Linked DNA regions of Pan troglodytes: region 2 is linked to region 1. The links are chromatin contacts, called in public Hi-C maps. All regions are on one chromosome and are shown on one strand. The core of a region is the stretch at or near the end of the contact, and the rest is flanking DNA. Distances in the headings are between cores, read along the strand shown.

Evidence for each region. A called contact is a pair of places that touch in the nucleus more often than the background predicts.
Region 2: a Hi-C map of stem cell-derived neural progenitor cells shows a contact between it and region 1, with 3 times the contacts expected there. The contact joins the enhancer-like site here to the promoter of TLE3 in region 1. A contact is called at or near these places in 1 of 7 Hi-C or Micro-C datasets (stem cell-derived neural progenitor cells) and 1 of 1 datasets of contacts at active chromatin or transcription factors (stem cell-derived excitatory neurons).

What each region holds. Positions count from the first base shown.
Region 1 is chr16:62,098,683-62,103,807 of NHGRI_mPanTro3-v2.0_pri, reverse strand. It overlaps TLE3 (TLE family member 3, transcriptional corepressor), which reads left to right and starts at 1,929. Exons shown (of 20, transcript XM_009429459.5): 1 at 1,929-3,128; 2 at 3,641-3,741; 3 at 4,259-4,322. The coding sequence starts at 3,105.
Region 2 is chr16:62,585,311-62,590,435 of NHGRI_mPanTro3-v2.0_pri, reverse strand. No RefSeq gene overlaps it. Among named protein-coding and RNA genes, the nearest start is that of UACA, 170 kb to the left of the region's middle. Within about 2 kb of position 3,150, at least 3 of the 24 cell types and tissues checked have an H3K27ac peak or open chromatin away from gene starts, as enhancers often do. A contact at or near this core is called in stem cell-derived neural progenitor cells, where this site is marked.

The sequences.
Region 1 (5,125 bases), core at 680-3,179:
ATTCAAAGCTAATTAAGCAGCCATTCCAAGCACTATTTGCAAGCGGGAGGCTCAGAAGCCTCGGCATTTGTCAGCGCTCCCCCACCCCGCGTGGTTTTGACTGACAGCTCTGGCCGGGGACTGACAGGGCCCAGCAGCTTCGCCAATCAGCAACGAAGAGCCCCTTCGGCGGTCCGTGATTGGTGACTCACACCTTGCTCGGAGGCGTGGTCGGCGTCCCCCACGTGGGGCTGGAGCGAGAAAGGGGCGGGGCGAGTAAGAAGCGGGTGCGCCCACCCGTGACGTAAGGGGGAGGGCAGAGAAGGGGGAGGGGGAAAGGAAGCTCCAAAGAGGAGCCATTTTGTGTCTAATGAATGCTGCGGCCAGATGCTCGCATCTGTCGAGCCGGGCTTCTCCCTCCCCCGTCTTCGGTGCGCGCCGAAACACGATTTATGTTTTTATTTAGGAGAATAAATAAATGAAGAGGGGAGCGCGGTTCGGGGCTGGCGGCCGGAGCGGGCGCGGGGAGGTTCAGTTCTGAGGCGGGTGCTCACGTGTAACTCCCCGCGCTCCGGCCTCCGAGCGCCCGCTAGCTCTCAGCTCCTCATTAAGATGCAAAAGCGAACCTCCGGCTCCTAATGAGGGGAAAATATAGATCCGGGGACGCGCGGCCGGCTCGCGCGCGCCCGCCGCGGGCCCTGGGGTGCGTGCGGGCTCGCGGACTTGCCGGGGAGGGCCCCGGGGGTCCCGCCTTGGCCGTCCACCGGGCGGTGCGCGCTTTGAGGTCCACTCCCTGCTTGCTCGTCTGCCCCGCCGTAACCCCGAGCGCGGGAGGGCGAGGCCATCGGTTTGCGGGCAAGCTGGCCCCGGAGTCGAGTGGCCTGTGCGACCAAGCGGGGGTCCGGGGGGCGCGGGGCCGGGGCGAGCGAGCGGGGGAGCGTCCGCGTCCCTCGGAGTGTGCAGGCTAGCGACCGAGACACATACAGGCTTCCGCCAACGCCGTGGCACTGCCGGGAGCAGGCTGAGCAAACCAGGTGGGAACTCGGAGTTCCCGGGCCTCGGCCGAGCAGGGTCCCGACCCCATCCCCAACCCCCTCAGCCTAGGGATGCAGTGAGGAGCCCGCGCGGCGAGGCTGCGGCGAGGGTGAAGTTGTGCCCACGGGGAAGGCGCCCCGAATGGGGCCAGCCGTGGCTGAGCCTGTTGTCCACGGGCAGCCGGGCCCTTCCATCTGCGCTGCCCGCCAAGCCAGAGTCCCTCAGACTTCTCCTCGCAGGCAGCCGCCGCACATCAAAGGAGCTGTTTATTTGGCTTTCTGAAAAGAAGGGCGAGTGAACAAAGGAGAGCTGGGGGCTAATGTGGGGGAGGCGGGCAGAAGAAGGGGTGAAGAAAAGGGGACATCCTGAGTTCCGAGCAAATTTTTAAAGGTCGGAGGCAACTTTAGGAGCCACCATTTTATCAGTCCTAAATCTTTTGAAGTGAAAACATTAAAGTGACAAAGTGATTCTGTTTGTTTTATAGTATCTAATTGGGCTGCTTTGCAGACCTAATGAGATTAGAGGGAGGAATCGTTCGCCGCCGCTGCAGAATAAACTGATACATTACTACCAGCCACAGGTTTTGAAGATTGTACAGCTTGTCTTATTTTCTTTTGTTGTTATTCCTCTGTCTTCCCTCTTTCCTCCTCCCGCTAAATAATTATTTGCTAGTAGATCGTGGGAAAAAAAAGGAGGAAAAAAACTCGAGCAGCCCAGGACTATAATATATATCTATTTATTATATGTCTTTCGGTTAATTCCTGATCTGAGGAGCGCTGTTTTTCACTCCCATGCGAAAGTCACCAGCGGGTAGGGCCTGATTGCTACTTTTCATGCATAGTTTTAGACACAAGAGGGCATTGTGACGTCGCGCCCAGCGGCACCCAGTCGTAGGCCGAGTCCCGCAGCCCCACGTGGGGGCCCCGCGCTCCCATTGGCCAGCGCCGGACGAAGCTGCCACATTATTTTGTTACTTTTCAGTCCCTATTTGGAACTGCTCTCGCGGCAGTTCAGACCTCGTGCTCGTCCCCCTCGCCTGTCTGTGTGTGGTATCCGTAGGTCCGGGGCACTTTTTTTTTTGGTGTGTGTGTGTGCGCGCGTGTGTGTGTTGGGTGTGTGTGTTTTGGGGGTTTGCCGGGGCGCGGAGAGGAGAGCCGGGCCGAGGGGAAGGAAGGAAGCCGTAGAGCTCCCCGGTCTCGGGCTGCGTCTCCCCTCCCGCGCTCTCCTGCCTGTGCGCTCCGACGCGGCAGCGGCGGTGGCGCTGAGCGCTCCTCGCTGGGGACGCGGTGCTCAAGCTGGGAGCAGCGAGAACCCTTTGCGGAGGCTTCCCGTGCCCGCTGGAGTTAGGATGCCAGGGCGTTTGATTTGCACCTACTGAGCCCGGAGTTCCTCCCCGGCCCTGGGAAGGGCTTGCAGCGGCGGCGGCGGCGGCGGCAGCGGCAGTAGCAGACGGAACAGCAGGCTCTCCTCTCCGAGGGGGGGCGTCGAAGCGCCCGCGCCGGGCTCCCGCCCTCACCCTCCGGCGCTCCTGCGGCCCCAAGCCACCACCTCGTAGCCCGCCTCCTTCCTCTTCTCGCCGCGAGTCCCAGGCCCGGACGCCTCTAGGATCGGACCCGCGCGCCCCGGATGCTTGGGGCTGCCCCGGCGCGCCCCCCTACAGGCGCGACCCGCTGAGTGACCCGGAGGGGGCCCGAGCTCGCCCCAGGAGGGGCCCCCGGCCTCGGGACCCCGCGCCGGACCTGCTGGGGAGCCGACGATGTCCGCGCAGTCCCAGGCATTGACGCGCTCGACGCAGCCCAGGGAAGGCGGCCGGCCGCTGCCCGCCGAGCCCTAGGCGCACAAAGCCCGCGCCCGCCGCCCGGCCCCGGCGCCCGCCGACGACTTTGCCGCCTGCTCCGCGGCTCTTTGTCTCCACTTGGGGCCGGCGCCCGACTCTGGGATTTCGCTGCGAGAACGAGCTGGGGGGGCCGGGGGCGAGCTCTCGGTTTCCCGGCCGCCCCCCGCTCGGGCTCGGCTCCCCCCTCCCCCGCACCTCCCCGGCCCGGGCTCTCGGCGCTTCCACGCTCTCGGAATCACGACCCCTCCCTGCCATGTATCCGCAGGGCAGACATCCGGTGAGTAATTGCAACTCGGTTTATTTAAGCATCTATCATGGCAGGGTAAACGAGGCAGTTTATCTGGCACCTCCATTTTGCTTGTTGCTACCTTTATGGTGTGTGTGTTTGTGTGTGTGCTCTCACACAAAGGGGATGCGGCCGGGGGGCGCCGTTGAGAGAGGAGGTTAATTCCGCGCGAGTGGCGCGGGGGGCTGCTTGTGTTCCAGGGGGAGCTGTTCACGCGGTCCCCGGCCCCGCTCTGAAGTCTCCCAACTCACCCGGTTTGTCTCCCGCCCCCGCCTTACTGGGGAGAGGGAGGCCCTTGGTGAGAGGCATGGGAGCCCCGCTGCCGACGGGGAGAGATGGGGCGCCCCCCCTCCGCCCCGTCGGAGAGCTGAGAAACTTGCTGGGAAGGTTCTGGGCTGAGGGTGGCCTCTTTTGGTTGGGCGCCGTTGGGGAGGGGCCGGGGCCGCTCTGAGCGCGGTCTCATGCCCCCGCCCCCTCCCCTGTCTTGTCTTCGCGGGCTCCAGGCTCCCCATCAACCCGGGCAGCCGGGATTTAAATTCACGGTGGCTGAGTCTTGTGACAGGATCAAAGACGAATTCCAGTTCCTGCAAGCTCAGTATCACAGGTAAGGCCGGTGGGGGCCGCCCCGGGGCTGGCGGGGAGGGGTGGGTCCCGGCGCGGCTCCTGCCATCCCCCGCGGGGACGGAGGGGGCTCCCGATCCAGGGGCCGCGGGGCAGCCCGGGCCTCCGCCTTTTGTTTCCCCTTTCCGAGCGCGCCGCCTTAACCCTTTACTGCCCGCAGCAGCCCGGCTCCCAGCGCCGCCCGTGGGGTCCCCGAATGAGGGTCTAGGTCGCGGCGAGCGGGTTCACTCCGGGTTCTGGGTGTCGGGAGCCAGCGTCAGGGTCCTACTCCCCTGCTGCCGTGATAAGTCCTTTGGCTCGCGGGAAGTTTCGAATTGTTTCACATCCCCCTCCCCACGGCGGGGACCCAAATCCCCCCGCGTCCCCAGGCTGTGGGATAATGGGGGCGCCCCCGGGGGGTGTCAGGAAAGTGGAAAAGTGGCTCTAGAGGCCCTTGGGTCGGGGCCTCAGAGGAGGCTGTCCAGGCGCCACGCCTGAGCCGGCTCCTCCTGCCCTCGCAGCCTCAAAGTGGAGTACGACAAGCTGGCAAACGAGAAGACGGAGATGCAGCGCCATTATGTGATGGTGAGATGCGGCCGCGGGCCTGGGGGGCGGTTGGGGCGCCGACCCCGGCCGGGGGCGCGGCGTGGATCTGGGGAGATGAGCGCCAGGTCCCCACCACCGCCCAGCCGCAGGGCGGCCCTGAGAGAGGGCATAATCTGGTCTTGCCCTCCCCTTCCCCAGCTTCCATTGCCGGGGCCACTTGGAGGAGGGTGAGTGAGGGGAGGGGCAGAAAGAGAAACCCCGATTCCAGGCCGGAGACTTCTGTACTATCTTTGTGTGCCTTTAATTTGTGTTTTGAAAGTTTCCCAGGGGCTGATTGCCATTGCCCTATCTTGGCTAGTAAGATAGGATTGGACCAGCCCATGTGAAATTAGGGTTGGTAAAAATCTCTCTTAGTGACCTCCTGGGAGTGTTTGGAAACTTTTCTGCTTTGCAGCTGGGATCTAGCCAGAGTAGGACAGAAGCCCTCCTTCCCCAGGGTGTTGTGAGGAGTGGAGAGGCCTTATGAAGCTCTCTGCCTCCACTCCCCTCCTCAGGGATCCCCCAGCTGGGTATCTTCTCCACGCTGGGGCAGTAGGCAGACTGTCTTCCTTTTGCCCAGCAAGTTTTAATCTTCATTTGTGAGAGGGCACGGCTCCCTGCACTGCTTTCCACATAAGAGGCCTTCGACACAGTGCTAAATAACTCTCAGAGGACAAGAGGGTCCCAGTGTACACACGATTCCCTGTTGAACCTGAACCTTGTATAAACAGGATATAGGGCACATGTGGTGCTTGTGGGAGGGAGGGCCCAGCTCCCCTTACTACCACATATATAACGTTCTG
Region 2 (5,125 bases), core at 1,901-4,400, 490 kb before region 1:
TTCACAATTTAGAAGGGAAGACAGATAAGTAATTGGAACAACAAGAACACTGAATTACATTTTAATATAATGTGGTTAGAGGAAGCAATCGAAGCAAGCACAGGAGGCTTTGAAGCAGAGGTGGGGTGGGGAGGAGGCACAGGAGCAGGAGTTAATCACAGGACAGTGTGTCTATGGCATGAGGTGGGGTGGGGAGGGAAGAGGGCGTCCTCTGCAAAGGGGACCCTGTAAGTGAGGGATAGTGTGTGGAATCACAGGCCGTTTTGTATTATGGGGACCAGTCTAAGGTGGGAAGGGATGGGGTGTGAAGTTGGAGACATCCGCAGGGGTCGATGGTCAAGGTTCTCTCTGCCTGGGTACTAACCTTGGCCTTCATTCTGAAGGCTGAGGCACTGAAGGATTTGAAGCAGGGAGTGGCCTGGTCTGAACTGTGTTTTGCACAGCCATTCCGGCAGCGATGTGGGGGTGGCTTTGCTTAGACAGAAGGCAGAGAGGTAGGGGGTGGGGAGGCGTCTCTGAAGACTCTCAGGATGTAGCAGGAGAGTCTATACTGCCTGTCCCAGCTCTGTAGTCTGGGTGATGAGGTTTGGTGGTGCTCTTTACTAATTTAGTCCAGGAGGAGGGGCAGGGGCATCCCTGGGCAAGGGGAATAGGGATGCGTGCTCCTAGTTCTGCATGGAGTTTGGAGAGTGAACTGGAATGAGGAGTGCCAGACCCAAGCAGATCTTCTCCTTTTTTAAAGAGGAGGAAATAGCTCTGAGAGGGGCAACTGAATTGTCCAACGTAGGTCATACTGAGAGGTGACAGCGTGCTGGCAGTCCTCACAGCCCTCGCTCTCTCTCGGCGCCTCCTCTGCCTCGGCTCTCACTTTGGCGGCACTTGAGGAGCCCTTCAGCCCACCCCTGCACTATGGGAGCCCCTTTCTGGGCTGGCCAAGGCCAGAGCCGGCTCCCTCAGCTTGCACAAGGGAGAGGCGCGAGCAGGAACCGGGGCTGCGTGCAGCGCTTGCGGGCCAGCTGGAGTTTTGGGTGGGCGTGGGCTTGGCGGGCCCCGCACTCGGAGCAGCCGGACGGCCCTGCCGGCCCCGGGCAGTGAGGGGCTTAGCACCCGGGCCAGCGGCTGCGGAGGGTGTACTGGGTCCCCCAGCAGTGCTGGCCCATCGGCGCGCTGCGCTTGATTTCTCGCCGGGCCTTAGCTGCCTTCCCACGGGGCAGGGCTCGAGACCTGCAGCCTGCCATGCCTGAGCCTCCCACCCCCTCCGTGGGCTCCTGTGCGGCCCAAGCCTCCCCGACAAGCGCCGCCCCCTGCTCCAGTGCCCAGTCCCATCGACCGCCCAAGGGCTGAGGAGTGCGAGCGCATGGCGCAGGACTGGCAGGCAGCTCCACCTGCAGCCCTGGTGCGGGATCCACTGGGTGAAGCCAGCTGGATTCCTGAGTCTGGTGGGGACGTGGAGAGTCTTTATGTCTAGCTCAGGGATTGTAAATACACCAATCGGCACTCTGTATCTAGCTCAAGGTTTGTAAACACACCAATCAGCACCCTGTGTCTAGCTCAGGGTTTGTGAGTGCAGCAATTCACACTCCGTATCTAGCTGCTCTGGTGGGGCCTTGGAGAACCTTTATGTCTAGCTCAGTGATTGTAAATACACCAATCGGCACTCTGTGTCTAGCTCAGGGTTTGTGAATGCACCAATCAACACTCTGTATCTAGCTATTCTGGTGGGGCCTTGGAGAACCTTTGTGTCCACGCTCTGTATCTAGCTAATCTAGCCGGGAGGTGGAGAACCTTTGTGTCTAGCTCAGGGATCGTAAACGCACCAATCAGCGTCCTGTCAAAACAGACCACTGGGCTCTACCAATCAGCAGGATGTGGGTGGGGCCAGATAAGAGAATAAAAGCAGGCGGCGCGAGCTAGCACTGGCAACCAGTTGGGGTCCACTTTCGCAGTGTGGGAGGTTTGTTCTTTCGCTCTTTGCAATAAATCTTGTTACTGCTCACTCTGGGTCCACACTGCTTTTGTGAGTTGTAACACTCACCGGGAAGGTCTGCAGCTTCACTCCTGAAGCCCGGGAGACCGCGAGCCCACCGGGAGGAACGAACAACTCTAGACGCGCCGCCTTAAAAGCGGTAACATTCACTGCGAAGGTCTGCAGCTTTACTCCTGAGCCAGCGAGACCACGAACCCACCAGAAGGAAGAAATCCCGAACACGTCTGAACGTCAGAAGGAACAAACTCCAGACGCGCCACCTCAAGAGCTGTAACACTCACCGCGAGGGTCCGCGGCTTCAGTCTTGAAGTCAGTGAGACCAAGAACCCACCAATTCGGGACACAATACCTATAATCCCAGTACTTTAGGAGGCCAGGGCAGGCGGATCATCTGAGCTCAGGGGTTGGAGAGGAGCCTGGACAACATAGCGAAACCCCGTCTCTACAAAAAAATACAAAAATTAACCGGTTGTGGTGGCCGGTGCCGGTAGTTCCAGCTACTGGGGGACTGCGGAGGTGGGAGCTGAAGCGGGAGGATCGCTTGAGCCTGGAGGTTGAGGCTGCAGTAAACAGGGATTGCGTCAGGACACTCCAACCTGGGGAACAGAGCGATGCCCTAAAAGGCTGGCTGAGCTGACTGGTGTCCAATCTCCTGACTCTCAAGTAAGTGCTCCGCAACAACTACCCGTGGTTGTACAGGTCAGAGTTTAGGGGAGGCTGCGGGGAGAGAGACAGAGGAGGCCCTGGGGAGGGAGGGGTGAGGTTACCTGGGGTGACAGGGCACTGTGCAGAGACTGGGGACGGGGAGGAGAGGAGCTGCCAAAGACGTTACCTCGCCTGCTGTGGTTCTCAGAGAGCTCGGGAAGTTAGCTGTGGGCTGGGGTCGAGGGGGGGAGGGGGTTTCCATCTGCGGATGGAGCGCGTTCACAGAGGGGACCAGCGCGTCCCAGCTACCCAGCTCCCAAGTTGTCCAGTCCCGCCTGGAACCCAGAACCCCTTGACGCTGAAACCCTGCGCTCCTGAGACCTGCTGCTGCCGGGGGAGGGGTCCTCACCCGCGGGGCTCGGCCTCTGGTGCCCGCCGCGGCAGCGACCCTGCTCGGGCTGGAAAGGGGTCCACGCTCGGTCCGCAGGGGGCGCTGCGCACCCGGGCAAAGGCGCGGCGCACCCGGGCAAAGGGGAGGGGCCCGCACAGGGTCGGCGGCGGCTCTCCCAGCCCGGCGGAGACCTGCCTGGCAATCGCTGCGCATCGGCGGTACCGGGAGGCAGGGGCCCGGGGATAAGAGAGCTTCAGACTTCAAAGGAAATGCTGGGGTCGCCCAGCGGCGGAACCCGGGCAGCCTGGGCAGGGACGGGCGCGGATTCGCCCGGGTCCCGCTGCTCTGTCTTTGCTGTTTCTTTGGTGGAGGCCTGACGCCCCTCCCCAGATCCCCGGGGTCTGTGACGGGGGCCGCGGGGCTCTGACCCGAGCAGCCCCCAAGTCCTCGCGGGTCAGGCCCACTGTTTACAGGGATTCTGCCCAGATGAGTCACATCAAAGGCCTAAGCCACAAGTGATTCCACTTAGAAAAGAATTGCCTACGGGTGTCTGACGGCGTTTTGCTGAAAAGGAATCCAGGTGGAATTTATTGATTTTACTTTGCGGGCGAGGGTCAAAAGGCTTGTGGCCCCTTGCTAGCTTGTGATTTGGGCTTATTTCTCCTCTCCTAAAGCCCAATTTCCCCATCTGTTAAGTGAAGGGGGACATGTCTTATAGGATCCAGCCTGGGCTGAGTCGTCTAAACTCAGGTGTGATCTGAAGGAGAACTCAATACAGAAGCCATGGCAATCAAAAGCCTCCCACACTTCCCCTCTGGTCCCCTAACTTGGAGAAGCAAGTGGAGTGTGTGCTTGTGGCTGGGGTGGGTGAGGAGGCAGGTAAGCCGTGGCCCAATGAAGACATTTATGGAGACTATTGACTCGCATCCACCCCCGTCTTCCCTTCTGCCAACATGGTAGGAGGAGCTCTCTCTGCTTGAGTTCTGAAATCGGGTTTAGCCCCAGTGTTGAGTTGTAATTCCACCCCCAGGGAAGGCCAGGAGAACCTTCTTTTACCACTCAGCGTGTGGTATCGGTCAAGCCAAGCATGAACAAGCATGAAGCAACTGGTCTGTCCTCTCTCACCCACTGCAACTCTTCTCAACCTTCCATTTTATTAATAACTATTGCCCAGAATGGGGTCCTCCCTGTTGAGGCTGGAGGACTAACCCCCACTTCCCCTGCCTCTCGCCCTGAGGCCCCTCCTGACTCCACCATTATGTTGAGCTTTTTGAAGAAACTTCTGTGTTTGGCCCTGAGTATCCTTACAGGGTAAGATATTGTGGATTTTCTGCACATTATATAAAGTGCCCATGATGGGGTAATGGCCAAATTCAACATAGTATAATATATGATCCCGTGCTATGGTTAGGAAGGACGACATAGAGCCCTATATACCCATGTGGGCAAATCTCCAGATATATTGTAGAATGAAAAATAGTAAATTTCAGAAGGACAGATTAATTCACAGCAACAATTAGCAAGCAAGCAAACTCCCTACAAGATGACACACTTTCTTTGGGTATGTATATACCCATTCGTAAATAAATAGAAAAGGGCCGGGCGCGGTGGCTCAAGCCTGTAATCCCAGCACTTTCGGAGGCTGAGAAGGGCAGATCACCTGAGGTCAGGAGTTCAAGACCAGCCTGGCCAACCTGGTGAAACCCTGTCTGTACCAAAAATACAAAAATTAGCTGGGTGTGGTGGCAGGTACCTGTAATCCCAGTTACTCGGGAGGCTGAGGCAGGAGAAATCGCTTGAACCCAGGAGGCGGAGGTTGCATGCCATTGCACTCCAGCCTGAGAGACCAAAAAAAAAAAAAAAAAAAAAAAAAAAAAAAAAAAAAAAAAGTTGGAAACATAGGAACCTCTGGGGAGAGGCAAAGAAGGGGCTAGATTTGGGGATGGGTGCTGAGGGACTTTAGCCTTATCTGTAATGTTTAAATGTTTTATGAGAATTTGTTACATCATTAAAAATTAATATTTTTAAAAATTTGGCCTTTCTTGTAGTGGCCCCCAGACCTCCTGTTTTAAGCTCCAAGCTGAAGTTCTGCACTCTGGGGG